Regions from separate parts of the Mus musculus genome. Here region 2 is linked to region 1. The links are chromatin contacts, called in public Hi-C maps. All regions are on one chromosome and are shown on one strand. The core of a region is the stretch at or near the end of the contact, and the rest is flanking DNA. Distances in the headings are between cores, read along the strand shown.

Region 1 (7,455 bases), core at 1,950-4,449:
CCCGTGCTCTGGCAGTTAAGTGGCTTAGCCAAAATGGAACAGTTTCTTGGTTGCTGCTGATGCCAGTGTGCACAGCTAGCTTTCTGAGACAGAATTAGGGAGTTGATTATTTAAGGGTTGGCTGTTTCATCTGCTTGGTATTTTTGAAACCTGCTGTTTACATCTGAGGATCTGGACTAGATCTCTTCCAGACAACCTTACACTATAGACTCTGACTTGCCTGGCCGCTCACCTGGATCTTAGAATGGTGCCATTACTCAGAACAGAAGAATTTTAGAACAAGATAGGAGAGGTTAAATTCTTGGTTCAAACTAGAATAAATTATCTTGAGTTGTTTGGGCATCTGTTTGAAGATACTATGTTGGCAGGCCTAGAACCCGGATCTTTGGGGAAGTCTTTCTCAAACTCAGTGCTGTGCACACTGTGGAAAACTTGTGAAAATGCAGTTGTGATCCCGAATCTTATGATTCCAAATTCCCTGAAGGCTCCTGGGACATGCTGCTTTTGGCCCTGGGACTGCAGGTTTAGCAGCAGTGTGTGGCATGTCTTCAGAGGAGGAGAGGCAGCTCTGAGTGTGTGTGTGTGTGTGTGTGTGTGTGTGTGTGTGTGTGTGTGTGTATCTTTTAACAGCCACCTAACCAGCCAAGAGTGGCCTTCTACAGCAAGCACTGTTCTAGGGCGTCCATAGAACTCAGTTCTCCTTCTCTTACTTTTCATTTTTCAAGCTTTTCTACAAAGCTTGTTCTTTCCAAATACCTGGGTTCTTTAGGCTCAAAAGAGGGTTTTCTAAAGCCTTATGTAATTTCCTTTCTCAAACTACTACATGCACTTTCCCTCTTCTCCTTAGTGATGCAGAAGCTGTAGTTTTGGAGGCTTTTTGTGGTGTTAGCCATAGCCTTATGTAAGATAAGTAAAGACAAATCCTTACATGTTGTTCTTTTGCTTCTTCTGTTTAGTCTTCTTCTGTTGCCAGTTAATAATGATGGCCTCAAAACAGCTGGTTTCCTCTTCCATTCTAATTGATTAGTTCTGACCTGAGAAGCCAGATACGGGGTCTGTTAGAAATATGTTTGGGATTTATGCTCAGAAGTGCCTCTTATCAGAAGGGCTTTGCAGACAGGTATGATTGAGAACTTGAGCAGCCAGTAGAGAGGCCGTCTGTTCCTGGTAGGCAGCTTACTCAGGGGCTACTGGTTTTCTTAGTGCCTTTTCCTCGGTGTTCTGTGCGGGTGAGTGAGAGTCTGTCTGTCTGTCTGTCTGCCTGCCTGCCTGTCTCTCTATGAGAGTGTGTGTGTATGTTGGGCATAGGTGTTTGTGTGTTATGTGTATGATATGTGGGATGTTTGTATGTGGTGTGATATGTGAGTGTAGTGGGTGTGGATGTTTGTATCTGTATGTTTGTGTGGTGTGTGATGTATATATGTAATGTATATAGACGTGCACGAGTTTGTGTGTGTGTGTGGTGGGAGGCAGAGGTTGACCTTCCACTGCTCTCTGTTATTTTTTGAGACAAAGTCTATTCATTTATCTGTAGCTCACCAATGAGCTAAGGCTAACTGGCTACCAAGGCCTTACTAATAACCCTTACCTACTGCTAGAGTTAGGGTTATAGGTACAGGCTGCTGGGCTGGGCTTCGCCTTCCTTCCTTCCTTCCTTCCTTCCTTCCTTCCTTCCTTCCTTCCTTCCTTCCTGTGCTGGGGATCCAAACACTGGTTTCCATTCTTGTATTACAAGTTCTTTACTCACTCCCTGGCCTTCTAGATGCTTTCCAACAGGTTATCATATAACAGGTTATCATATCTCTAACATTATCCTCAAAGTACAGCTGAAGGTGATTTGCAAGGGTATTGATGTGCAGTGTCTTAGCCCTGCAGTCTAGAATACAATAATTGTCATAAATAAGCAGCAACTTGGTTCCATCAACAATGGGGATAGGTAACCTTGCCTGTGTCTCATACTCTGTGCTCGCAGAGGCTTTCAAATGGCTTTAAATAATGACAATACAAAGGAACGCCTTTGGAATGATTTAGGACTAAGATGCTAGGGGATTTAAAAATTTATTCTGGTATGCAATACTGTTAGTTATAGTAACAGTGTTCTCATTTGCTGAGGAGTCTCCATGCAGGCGAATGTTACATAGCACACAGGGCTAGGACTCTGAAGGATCAGGGACCAGAGGCAGCAGATAGCCTCTCTACTTTGAACAAACCCGAGTAATCCCATAGATGGGGCGGGAGTCACTCTAGTCATTAGTCTGCCTTTACAAACTATGAAGCTCCAGTAGATGCTGTTTTACTGGCAGCTGCCGGGGAAGCCTTATTCTCATCTAAAGCAAAGAGATCTTTTGCCTTTTAACTAGTTAATAGGAGACTTTGATCATTTTAAATAGCCCTTCTACTGGTGCTGTGCTAGAGCTTACGGATTCTTTAAAATTTGTATGACAAGATTAAATGTAGCCTTAAGAGTTGAGTTGGATTTTGAGATCCTGAGCAGTGCCCTATCTGACTTATCTGCAGTGAATCACAGGGTTTAAGCACTAATTATCAGAGTTGTCTCATTTGAATGAATGCTATTGTCATATCTACAGTCTGCCTTATGCTTGAGTACAGCTAAGTGTGCTGGTGGAAGCTCATCGTAATTAACTGTGTTTTGTGACCTGGGACACAGGTCCAAAATCAGTGCCGAGCTAGAAAACATTGGAAGCAAGCTAAATGCAGAGCCTTAGCAAAACATCCAGAGACTAAAAAAAGACCCCTCCCCTCCCCTGCCGTGGCTGGGCTTAAATGTGTTTGGTTTAATTTCAGTACGTTGGTTCCCTTTGGCTTTATAGTCTAGGAGATCCTGTTCAAAATACTTGCAAGTAAATGCTGCTAGGAGGAAGATTGTTGCCAGGAAGAGAGATTAGACATATGTGTTCCCATTCTTTGTTAATGGCTTTTGCTTGTTTTGGTTGAAATGAAAATGTTCCTGTACTAAAGAGAAATAAACCCCTCCCTTCCTGTTTGCAAATGTCTTTCATTTGCTGTTTATCTTAATTAAATATACAGTAGAAAAGAGAATGTAACTGCTGCTCCTTTAATATCAGAGCTGTGCATGCTACAATAGGTGTCACTGTTTGGCTTCATCCAATCCTGATTGGTGGCTTCAGCTATTGGCTCGGAGCTCTGGCTGTCTGACTCCGTCTGCAGGGCTGTAATACCTACTCTCCTCTCCCGATCCATTCACCACACAACTTCACCGGCCGGCCGCGGCCGTACTGACTCGCTGGGCTCGCCACATCTTGCTAACCTAATTCAGAAAGCAAGCGCCTCAGCTCTCTCTCTGCCTGCCTCCTTTGCTCAGCTTTGCAGGTGATCCAGAGAACGGCTGGTTTTATGCGCAAGTAAGAAAACCAGGAATCATGATGGGAATGTATTTAACAGATCCGGTCCTGGATAAAACTTAAAGCCAGTTTCTCTTCAACATAGTGAAAAGGTCACCTTGCCTGGCTGGGAAAAGCAGGAAGAAAGCAGCCTGCCGGTCTCTGTTAACATCTTAGCTCCGGCTAGCCTCTTTGCCTTGATGTTTGAGCAGTTTTGCGAGATCTAGCTCTAAAGAGAGACATCCTGTACTCATGGTAGATGATAAAGAAAAGAACATGAAATGTCTCACCTTCTTCTTGATGCTTCCAGAGACAGTAAAGAACAGGTCCAAAAAAGGTTCAAAGAAAGCCAACAGCAGCGGTGGCGGCGGCGGCGGCGGCAGCGTTGGCAGTGGGAGCAGCAAGTTGCCCCCAGTTTGTTATGAAATAATTACCTTGAAGACTAAAAAGAAGAAGAAGATGGCTGCTGATATATTCCCCCGTAAGAAGCCAGCCAACTCCAGCAGCACCACTGTCCAGCAGCAACACCAGCACAACCTCTGTAACAACAACCTCATCCCGGCCCCCAACTGGCAGGGTCTTTATCCCACCATCCGAGAAAGGTAAGCGCCCTTGCTGGCAGGCTAGCGTGTTTACTCTCAAAGTTTGCCGGTGGTGAAGTCTCTGCTTTTTCATGACTGTAATGCAGTTTACCACGAATCCCTGCTCCTCTTCCCCAGAGGCTCTACTGGTAATGGAAAGCTGCCTTGTATCTTTTCCAAAGCAGTACAGCTGTTTTCCTCTTAGATAAAAATATTTTTGCAAGCTGTAACATTTAAGCAGCAGCTTTGTGTCTGTGGAGCACAGAGACAGGAAACCCTTCATTTGTCCTAAGCCCTGTAAAAGTTTAGTTAACTTTTAAAACTTGAGTTCCTTGCCATGTGTCTGCAGTGGTTTCAGGCAGTGGTGTGGCTGGACCCTTTGTATGCTCTTTAGCTGGGAGTGGAACGCTGAGCTGTTGTTGCTTAGCTTAACTCTGAAGTTTTGCATGTTGGGGAAAGGGCTGCTAAGAATACAGGCTGTTGTGAATTAATGACTCGCCTCTTGTTTGTAGAAATGCGGTGATGTTCAATAATGACTTGATGGCAGACGTACATTTTGTGGTTGGGCCACCAGGTGGGACTCAGCGGTTGCCAGGACACAAAGTAAGCAACAGCTGCATTACCGGTTTAGTCCTGAGATTTACATAGAGGGACCCTGTCAGCACAGAGCTTGGTGTGGGCAGGCAGCCCGCCGGCAGCCACTGCATGGTTCGCCCAGTTACAGAGAATATAGACCTTTGGCCACACTTCATTTTGTCTTTGTTTCCTTCTACACGGTTGTATATATCACCCAGAAATGTGCGCTTCTCACTCTCCAGGGCTAGGAAATGTTGTAACTGGCTTGGAAAGTCCTCTGTTTACTGTACCTATAGAAATCCGATAAAGAGCCCATGGTTTGATTTATTTCCCAGTGGGGTGGGGGTGTATATTAATGTCAAAGCTTTGAGATATTGATGGAGAGCCCACTTTGTGTGACAGTCTCATGCTCCCTGTCCAGTGCACCATAGCCTGGCTGTTTACGACGGTGGGCTATGTACCTTACGTGCCCCCGGCCCTCAGTGGCTAGTGGTTTTGGGGATTGACTCTGCAAATGCTTTCAGTGTAGTGTGTGAAGGGAGCTCTCCCTTTCTCCACAGTACGTCCTCGCTGTCGGGAGCTCAGTGTTCCATGCAATGTTTTACGGAGAACTCGCTGAGGACAAAGATGAAATCCGAATCCCAGACGTCGAACCTGCTGCCTTCCTCGCCATGCTGAAGTAAGCATGATGTGTGTGTTTGGAAAGAGTTTCTTGTGCTGTGTTCCTGCTCTGCTGGCCTCTCAGTCAGATCTGAGTTTCCTGTAAGCGAGAGATTCTAAAGAGAGGGGGTGCTGCTTGCCTTGTAAATGGTCTTAGAACCGCTCTTCTGTGCTCGGGGAAGTCCTATGGAATGTCGCAGGCAGTTAGAGCCATTCCTTAGCCTAGAGCCTAGGGGCAAAGAGCTCACGTGGTGAGCTGCTTTTAGGGACATTTTAAAAGAAAAATAGCTTTCTGGAATAAACACTGTTTAATAGGGATGTTCTCCTTCTGAAAGCAGGACACTTTAAGGAGGCTTCAGAGAAATAGACCTTTACTTCACAATGAGAGCAGTGATGTACCTTGTTTAGCTAGCAACACTAGGACGACACATGCCTTCTGTGTTGTCTAATGCCACCAGAAGTGGAACTTAGTATCTCATCTTTGACTACATATATTTTACCCACAAAATTGGACATGCAAATTTTTGATGAAGAGATTTTTGAAGGGATTGTTTCCTATAGTTGTCTGTAGATTAATACAAGCAATTTTAAATTAGTAATATAAAAACGTAAAAAAGATTGGGGTAGTCACATATTTACTTAAAATTTTTCATATCTTATAGATACTTTACAGACTCTACTGCATGTTAATCGGGTCCTGGGAATCATCTTTACCAGGGTCTAATGCTAAACAGTGAGATTAAGCCTAGTTATTATAAGTTGTATTTATAAGGTTTTTCTTAACTGTTCAAGGCTATATTTTGATCTGGGAATTTCATTTCATCGGAATAAATTTAAAAAACAATGTTTTTGAAGAAAAATTGCCAAGTGGGTCAAAAAGTTTGACAATATTCTTACAATTTTTAAAACAATCATTATTTTTTATTTACTGCTTACTGAAAAATAAGTTCTAGTCCGTTTCAGAGTTTTTAAGTATGTAATTCCCTGGTCCTGTAATGACATTGAAGCCTAATTGAACTAGACCGTTCCCAGTGGGGAGCGGGAGCAGGGAGGTTAAAGGCAGTGAGCGTGTGAGTGACCATAACAGTAACTGCTTCGTCACTTCTTAACCTTCAGCATCAGTCCATTAGAGACACCACCGAGAAACCTCTCTACCTGCTTGGATCCATGCCCTTCCTCACTGCCTGTGAAGTCCGCTCTGCGTGTGACAGTGCCATCTGTTGTTGGTAGAATGCAGCCCTAGTTAGCAACTTGGCCTCACTGAAGTCCAGTAGGGTGTTGTTTCCCAGACACATGTACAGTCAGGAAACAGGAGCAGGAATGTCGGAAAGTTACATCTTGATTGTTTGCCAAATATCTTCTCTTGTAAATAGATGTATTACCTAGAGCATATTAGTGCAGTTTTTAAAAATTATGGAGTCAGGCGGGGTGGAAAGAACAGGGCGTGAGTGAGGTTCCATTTGCCTTGTTGGGAACAGCAGTAGGAACTGAGGCTTCCCCTCCTGTGTCCTAGGGGAGTAGCTGTACTCAGAAAAGGAGTGGCAGCTCCCTGAGTTCCAGGGTGAGGCTACAAATCCAGCCCATATTCTGGATGCTCTCCTAGTCCTGGCCCTAGGCAAAGCACAACTGTACTGCAGCTGTGTTGTCGAGTGGTCTTGCCGGTGTAACCGGCTTAGCCTATAGAGAAGACAGTTTCCTGGAAGAAAGTGTTTATTACTGAGGAACCTTTTGGCTTGTTTATGTGTGTTTATGTTTTCTTTTTTTCCTTGCGAAAGCTAATCTTGGTTTCTTAAGTTAGGTATGTTTTACAAACATGAAATAAAATTACTATAAAAAAAATCAAAGTACCCACTGCTTTAGCTTAAAAACTTTGATAAATTTTCTCAGTGTTGTCATGGGCAGAGTTGTCACTGATTATCCTTTTGTCCTGTAATATAAGATTGCAGGTCGGTTCCACCTTCACTGTCTCAAGAAACTCCCACCATTCCCCCAAACAACAAGAAGTATTTCATCTCCTAAGATAGGTACAGCTCCCTAACGCACTGAATCAGTGTGCGTGTGAGCTCTCTGCTTTGTCTCTGAATAGATACAGGGGAAAGTAATGTTTGCTTTAGTTCTGAAAATAGGACAAATAGGAGTTTAGAACTTTAATACTCACAAGATTTGTGGAGTTCGCTGAAAAGGTAGTAGTGAAGTTTATGTGGTGATTTCTTAAACTTGGAACCACTTCAGAAATATTTAATATCAGGTTTTATTTTGTGTTTTAGAAAAGTCCC
Region 2 (7,455 bases), core at 1,418-3,917, 130 kb after region 1:
TTTTAGGTTATCTCTGTAGAAAAACACCATATAGCCTTCTTTCATTGTGTGAGAGTTTGAACATAACCTTGTTAGTCATTAATGAAAGTCACAGGCAGACATTTTTCAAGCATCAGTGGGTGAATAGACCCCTCCTCTGCAGAATATCCATGCCATCTATTACAATACCCATTAGATAGGATGTGAGAAATTGATAGAATATGTTCCTTGTTTTATAATTCTATATGAGGATTAATGGATACATTAAGTGCCATATGGTATAATTTGACATTGACTAAAGCTATCGATAAACAGGGAGTTTTAAGTGCTCCCCAGTGTTTCTGATTTGAGATAATTGATTGATGAGAAGAATGTAGTCGAGATTTTTGTAGTAATGGGGCCCAGTGGGTTGTGGTGGGTGGCCACAGTCTTGTGGAACTGTCACATCTAAGGAAAGAATTTAGCCACATAGGAGGAAATGCTGGGTGAGTTTGTGAACACTTCTGTATTTTTTTATTAGATATTTTCTTTATATGCATTTCAAATTTCAAATGCTATTCTGAAAGTTCCCTATACCCTCCCTCCGCCCTGCTCCCCTACCCACCCACTCCCACTTCTTGGCCCTGGCATTCCACTGTACTGGGACATATAAAGTTTGTAATACCAAGGGGCCTCTCTTCCCAATGATGGCAGACTAGGCCATCTTCTGCTACATATGCAGCTAGATACACAAGCTCTGGGGGTACTGGTTAGTTCATATTGTTCTTCCACCACTAGGGTTGCAGACCCCTTCACCTCCTTTCTCTAGCTTCTCCTTTGGGGGGCCCTGTGTTCCATCTTATAGATGACTGTGAACATCCACTTTTGTATTTTTATCGTAATATCTCTTCGTATAATCAGAGGCAGCAAAATATGAAGAAACTTGCCTTTTTAAACCGAGTATTTCCAAAGTAAAATAGTTTTATTAAATATATTCTTAGTCCTACCCTTAGAATCAAACCCTGCTGGAACGGGCATATTTGTTTTAATTTTTACTGACTACCTGTATTCCTCTTCCTGTGTCTAGCCTCCTCATCTGCATTAATCTCCTATCTCCTCTCCTTTATTCTGGAGGTCAGTACTTTCACTTTTGCTTTTCATTGGTCAGAAAGTGATCCAAGCTCCCAGTAACATGGGTACTGGAAGATCTCAGGCGCTCATGGAAGCCCTTTGGCCAGGCAAATTGGTCATATAAAATAGGTGGGGGCAAAGGAAGGTGTCTGTTGATCTCACCTGCGTGTTATAGGGAATGGCAAATGAAAAGTATTATTTTAAAGGGAGTCTCTCAAGGAGCTCTCTCAAGGAGTTGAAGATTTGGGTCATGAACTGCGTCAATTGACGTGACTTCCGAATCTGTGCACAAAGGGGTTATTTAGAAGAGGTTTGCCTTTACTAGCTGCAGAATAGAGTACAGTTGCTGGCAACTGAGGAGAAAGCCCAGCTGCATGTGAATGCACCTGAGATGTGCTGCATGCACTCAAAACAGGGCTATTGGAGGTGTGCTCAAGAAACATGGCCGTCTCTAACTTCAAGGCTTACCTGTTTTGCTGAAGCGATGTGTTTCTTTTCTAATTAACACTTTCCACAGTGTTCTGGTTTTGCCCATGTTGGAAATGCCTGTAAGTATAGCTGAAAGGGATGATGGGTGGAAAGGCATTGGCATTTACATAGTGGGGGTCAGGTCGGGGTGCACTGTGACAGTTCCTGTGAAATTGTAGCAGGCTGCACTTCTACATCAATTGGTATAACAAGGATGAAACTGAATTTGAACTCAGATCCTCCTCAGGAAGGAGGGTACTCACCTACAGTAGCCACTCTGCCCTCCTCAAACCATCTACAGTGCCCAGAAAATCTAATTTAAAATAGAATCAAGAACTCTAATTTTCTCACATTTAGCACATTTAACTAACATAGATGTTCTGGTTATTTTAATCAAGGAAAAAAAACGGAATTTGAGGTTTTAGTTTGTTACTACTGGGAAATTTGATTTATCTGTTTTGAGCAGCCATCTGGAGTAAGTTTCTTCATATTACGTGTCAGGCATATATTTATGCCATAAGATCAAAATCCCTAAATTGCATCCTTTGAAAATTTTAGGCATTCTATAATGACAATTCCCAACACCACAATGAAGTGATTACATGGCTTTCAAAAATGGAAACATTGCACAACAAAAAGATGACTATGTATAATGAACAAGTTCATTTACTCCAATCTAAATGTGTGGTGAATCATGTGATGCATACACAATGAGCTGAGATGAATCTTCTGTCATTAGAAATACAATTATGGAATATTGAAACTTCTAAGGTCTAAGAAAAGTAAATAGGTATATACTTTTTAATCCAGCCCAAACCAGATATAGTTCATTGTTAAAGGTTTTCCTTAATTATGCCATAAATAAATCAAGTCACTTGTCATTGATAAATGCAAAAATATTGCTAATGTGCATGCTCATGTATGCCTTTTTCAGCAAGAATTGTGTTTGCCCTGGTCAGCTCCATGTTTTATGCAAAGTCCCCAGGGTGTTTTCAGCCTTAGCACTGTCACTGCTGTGCACATTCTTGCTCTCTCTCTGAGCGCGTCATTCTCCATATGCTCCCAGTCTCCCTACAACATCCAGTTCACAGGAAAAGATCAGAGGCACACAGCCAGACAAAAGGATGACGTAATGGTAATGGAACACCCACTCTGTCTGCACGTGGCACACAAAGTCCCCCTTTCTGTTGCAATTGAACCAACATGAGTGGTGTTTCTAAAACTGCTATTTACTATTTGACCTTAGGCAAATTACTTTACCTTTCTGTGTGTTCTTTTTATAAAACAGAACGTCCCTAACATTCTCCTAGAGTATACTGAAGCTTTAATGAGGTACTTTCTGCATTATTCTTGATATAATGTGATACCCATGATGGGCCCACAATGTTCCTTTTTTTTTCTGCTTTAAGGTTAGTCCCTTTATTTTGCTATCTGCAATCTAGTTTCTTGGTCAAGGCAATTAAATTCCCTGTTGCATCAAGATATTTCAGCTACAAGCAAGCACCTCCACAATCCCACTGTGAGTGAACAGTGGGAATGTGTGCTGCATCACTTACCAACAAATCTAGAATTAGGTGCATCCAAAGATAGGGCAGTGGCCCACTGATGTCATTAAGGATCCTTCCATCTGCCCTGCATTGTTACCTTACTAGATTCTTGTTATGATTACAGGCTGGCTGTTAGAGTTTCAGGCATCACATGTAGCCATGGCAACATCCAGCTGAATAAATGAACAATGACTCTCCCTTGAATATCTTTTCAGCAATAGAGTTTTCTCTAACCCTAACTACTCTCTAGATTTGTGGTCAGGTTTCATTGGCCAAAATTGAAAACCATGCTCATATCCTTGTTTGAAGAGAACTTTTGGAAAGTAACTAGGTCTTCTTGCCTGTTTCTTTACATAGTTTTTTCAACAGGGGTGCGGTGGGGTTAGAGAGATGGCTCGGAAGATAAAAGCACTTGAGAAGCCAGCCTGATCACATGAGTTTGATCCCTAGAATCTATATGGAGGTAGAAGGAGAGAACTGACTCTACAATGTTATCCATGTCATGTATGTCAAACATTCACACACACAAACACACAGACAGACACACACAGACACAGACACACACACACACACACACACACAGAGAGAGAGAGAGAGAGAGAGAGAGAGAGAGAGAGAGATCTAAATGAAGAAAATACCTTTCTGAATGTCTTCCAAACTACCAGGTGGGTGGATTTCATCTCACTCAGGTTTGTTGCAGGAGTGTGCTGGAGTTTATGCAAGAGCTTGAGAATATTTCTTACCCTCAGCTAAAAGCAGGGCATAGCTACCTGAGAGTTCAAAATGGAGGAATAATGTTAGATAAAGAGTTTCACAAACAAGGGAGCAATAATACCCTTTTGTCATCCTGTAACCCAACAATAAGATATTTGAGATTTGGGAAAGCCACCAGCTGATTCTCAAAACCTCCCATCCCCCATACTTGTGTGAATTCACTTATTCTACAAAGTTTCATCACAGATCTACTGTGAGCAGGCATTGAATTGGGTGCTGGGGGCTGATGAGGACAAGATAGTCTCTGACGTAAGAAGTTTCTGATAAAGAATGCATAACAGAAACAATTATGCAGAAACATGGTTTATTATTCTATTCCAACCACCTGTTCTGTGATGTAAGGTGCTAAGCCTGAGAGATGCTGCTATGTGTGCATGCAGGGAGGATGTGTCTGGATGGTTCAGTGATGATGGTGTGGAAAATGAAGTCAGTGAAGTCAAGAACAGGAGACCATTCCGAGACACGGGGTAGTAAGAAATCCTTCCAATGCATATTTCACTCATGCTTCACCTATATCATACCCAGTGTTGACAACAGATGGGAAAAGAGAGGAATCCAAGACCCTTTTCTCTGTCTTACATGAGAAATAGGCATGTACACTTTCCCCCAAAATCTTATTAGGTGGAAAATTTGGCATAGGAATCATGAGATAGTTGGTGCAGAGTCCCTGCCCAAGATGTTTCAGCTACCTTGTAACTCAATAACCTGCCTTCTCATTGCTTCAAGAAGCCTCCTAGCTCTGAGATCTGGGGTTCACAGTTACAGGTTACACTAAAAAAAGGCTTTGTCTTAACTACTCTTCTTCATTAGCAGCTGCCATGTTGGAAGCAGCAATACAACATTACCAATTATTTATCTATTAGCTTCTAGGTCATTACTCACAGAGCTAAGTCTGATCAGGGCTGGAGAAAAGATAAAATCTTATAAATGGTTCATTTATAAGAATGGTTCTGAGAAACCACGCGAGTGGATTTTCTGTGGAGATATTTGCTTTAAGTGTGAGTCAATTCCAAATCCCATGGAAAGCTTTATTATGGTGTGGAAAATGAAGTCAGTGAAGTCAAAAACAGGAGACCATTCCAAGACACAGTGTAGTAAGAAATCCTTCCAATGCATACTTCACTCATGCTTCACCTATATCATACCCAGTGTTGACAACAGATGGGAAAAGAGAGGAATCCAAGACCCTTTTCTCTGTCTTACAGGTAACCTATATGAGAAAGAATCTCTATTAGCCTCTCCTGATGTCCTATTACAATTTCCATCTTTAAAAACAAAATGTATCTTAGTTTTTACATTTATCCAAATAAATACATGTATTCAATGGACCCCTTTGATTTTTATTTTCATAACCTTTTTCTTTGGAATCTTATATGATTCGATTTTCACTGTTGGTCATAAAGGTAGCTCTGGCTTGGGTGTTCCTGGTTTTAGAAATGTGGTCCCCAGTGCAGTGGCACTCAAAATAGGACCCATCAGAGGTTCATAAAGCATTTAGACCCTACCTAAATGAGTAGGTATATTCCAGAGTGGGTGGGGTTCTTACAAAAGACAAGGAAACTTGAAGCAGAGAGCAGCCCTGAGTAGATATGGAATGTATAAGCATGTTAAGAACTGTAAAGCAAATAAATTTATGATCACCCATCTTGGTGTTCTCTTACAGAAGAGTTCAACAGGCCAAGAGAAGGGCCTACTGGAAGCAGATTTCCAGTGCTGCTCATACATTCAAATGAGCTCCATTTAGAACGTGTTTGAGATGTATGCTTACTTCTCCTGTTTTGTACCTTTAAGTCACGTACAATTTTTCAATCCAAAGATCTGATATTCCCAAGTCTGTTGCTCTACCCAGAAATATAAGCTTCACATTGGAAATAGCTGCATTAAAAAAAATGCTGATGTCCAAGACTTACTCTATACCAATTTAAATAATAGTCTACAAAGTTTTCCTAATATATTCCCAAATGGCTCTTACTTGCAGCCTAGGTTGAGAACCATTGTGTAAGCTGACCTTCTCAAACATTAATGAGTATACCAAGCTACTGAGTTCCTGAGGGTGGAGGGTGGGGGAATCAGATTTTGGCTTGGTATATCTGGAATGAAGCCTGAGGTCGAAGCTTTAACAAGCTCCCAGATGATGCTATACTGCTGCTCACTGGTCCACATTTTGAGTAACATGAGGAACCTAGAAATAAGATTGTCATTCTGGTCAGGAATATTGTTTCTCTCACACCAGTACAATTGGATAATATTCCCAGTCTCTGGTAGGATACACCTTTTCTGGATGTGTACATAAAAGTTGGTTTCATTGAAATTGCCCTTGTATTTTCCCTCCTCTATTTCTTCATGTTATAAATACACATCAGGAAGGTCTGAGGCCACAGAGGTAGAACTTAGTATCCCAATACAGGCAAGCTCTCTCAGTAACCAGAATGAACTGAGGCTTTGCTGCATGACTGATGGATCTGACCAGAAGCTACTAGAGACATTGGCACCATGGAATGTTAAGGCTTCTACCCTAAAATACCATCAACCTTTGGTGTAATTCAACAAGCAGGGCCTACCTGGGTCTCTAGAAGCATCATATCTCAAATGTGATATTCATGGCCTAGAAGTGGTTCGAGGTAGAATGCTTTGTTTGAATGACTGAAAATGCAGTTTCTATTTAGTAGATATGGGTGGCGTCCTAAGAATTTGCATCTAACCAGCTCCCAAGTGATGTCCTATCCTTGAGTTGCACTCTTTAAAGTCAGTGAGGGAACATTGGCCTGGAACTTGCCATCATTTTCTTTGACTATTTCAAAGCAGGTTCAGAGATGATTCAATTCTGGGGAATGTACAGAAGAGGACCAGCATAGAGTGGAAGATAATTTCTTTCCTTTTCAATGACACCAACATAAAATGGATAACAGAGCTGAAGGAGACACTGTGGAAGATGTTTTAGGATATTTGGGGTACTGTGTATTAGGATGCAGATGTAAGGGATGGTATGAGGTTCTTGGATAGCTTTGGTTATTTAAAAGAGGCTGGGTGAGGACACTATCTCCAAGCTGGAAACATGCTTTCCCAACCCATGCTGGAGAATGCTTAGTTCTAAATACTGAATCTTCCATCCTTATAGGATGGACACCTTAAGGTAGACAGGAAGGTCGGGATCTGAAGAAGCAACAGCTTTCCTCATCACCACAAAGGCTCCTGAGGTTACTGTGTTGTGGCCACATTGGCATGCAGACAAGCAAGGCTTCTGGATCTTCTCTATGGCTGGCTTCTGACTACTTTTAGGCCCCATCTTTAAGACAACTCCTCCCTTCTGTTTCAAAATATTACAACTCCAGTGAACATATTGGATTGATATGGGCATTGGTGAGATGCTTTGAGTTGAAGGCCACAGTCTCTTTCTTTATGGTTCCTTCCTCTTTGTAGTTCCCTGCATGGAAACTAGATTCAGAGCACACATGTGGAATGGGAGGAAGGGATCCAATAAGTCTTTCTTTGGGACCTCCTGTTCTCTCCTAGAGGATTTTGGGACTACCTCTGTACATACCATCGTTGGCCACTGATTCTGCCCCAGCATTCATTG

The links. A called contact is a pair of places that touch in the nucleus more often than the background predicts.
Region 2: a contact with region 1 is called in a Hi-C map of cerebellum, with 1.9 times the contacts expected there. The contact joins the enhancer-like site here to the promoter of Btbd3 in region 1. A contact is called at or near these places in 5 of 484 Hi-C or Micro-C datasets (cerebellar granule neurons, cerebellum, cerebral cortex and 1 more) and 2 of 9 other capture datasets (adipose tissue and pancreatic islet).

The regions. Positions count from the first base shown.
Region 1 is chr2:138,275,294-138,282,748 of GRCm38.p6, forward strand. It overlaps Btbd3 (BTB (POZ) domain containing 3), which reads left to right and starts at 3,200. Exons shown (of 4, transcript NM_145534.2): 1 at 3,200-3,964; 2 at 4,456-4,546; 3 at 5,080-5,198. The coding sequence starts at 3,615.
Region 2 is chr2:138,403,689-138,411,143 of GRCm38.p6, forward strand. No RefSeq gene overlaps it. Among named protein-coding and RNA genes, the nearest start is that of Btbd3, 130 kb to the left of the region's middle. Within about 2 kb of position 2,668, at least 46 of the 459 cell types and tissues checked have an H3K27ac peak or open chromatin away from gene starts, as enhancers often do. A contact at or near this core is called in cerebellum and cortical neurons, where this site is marked.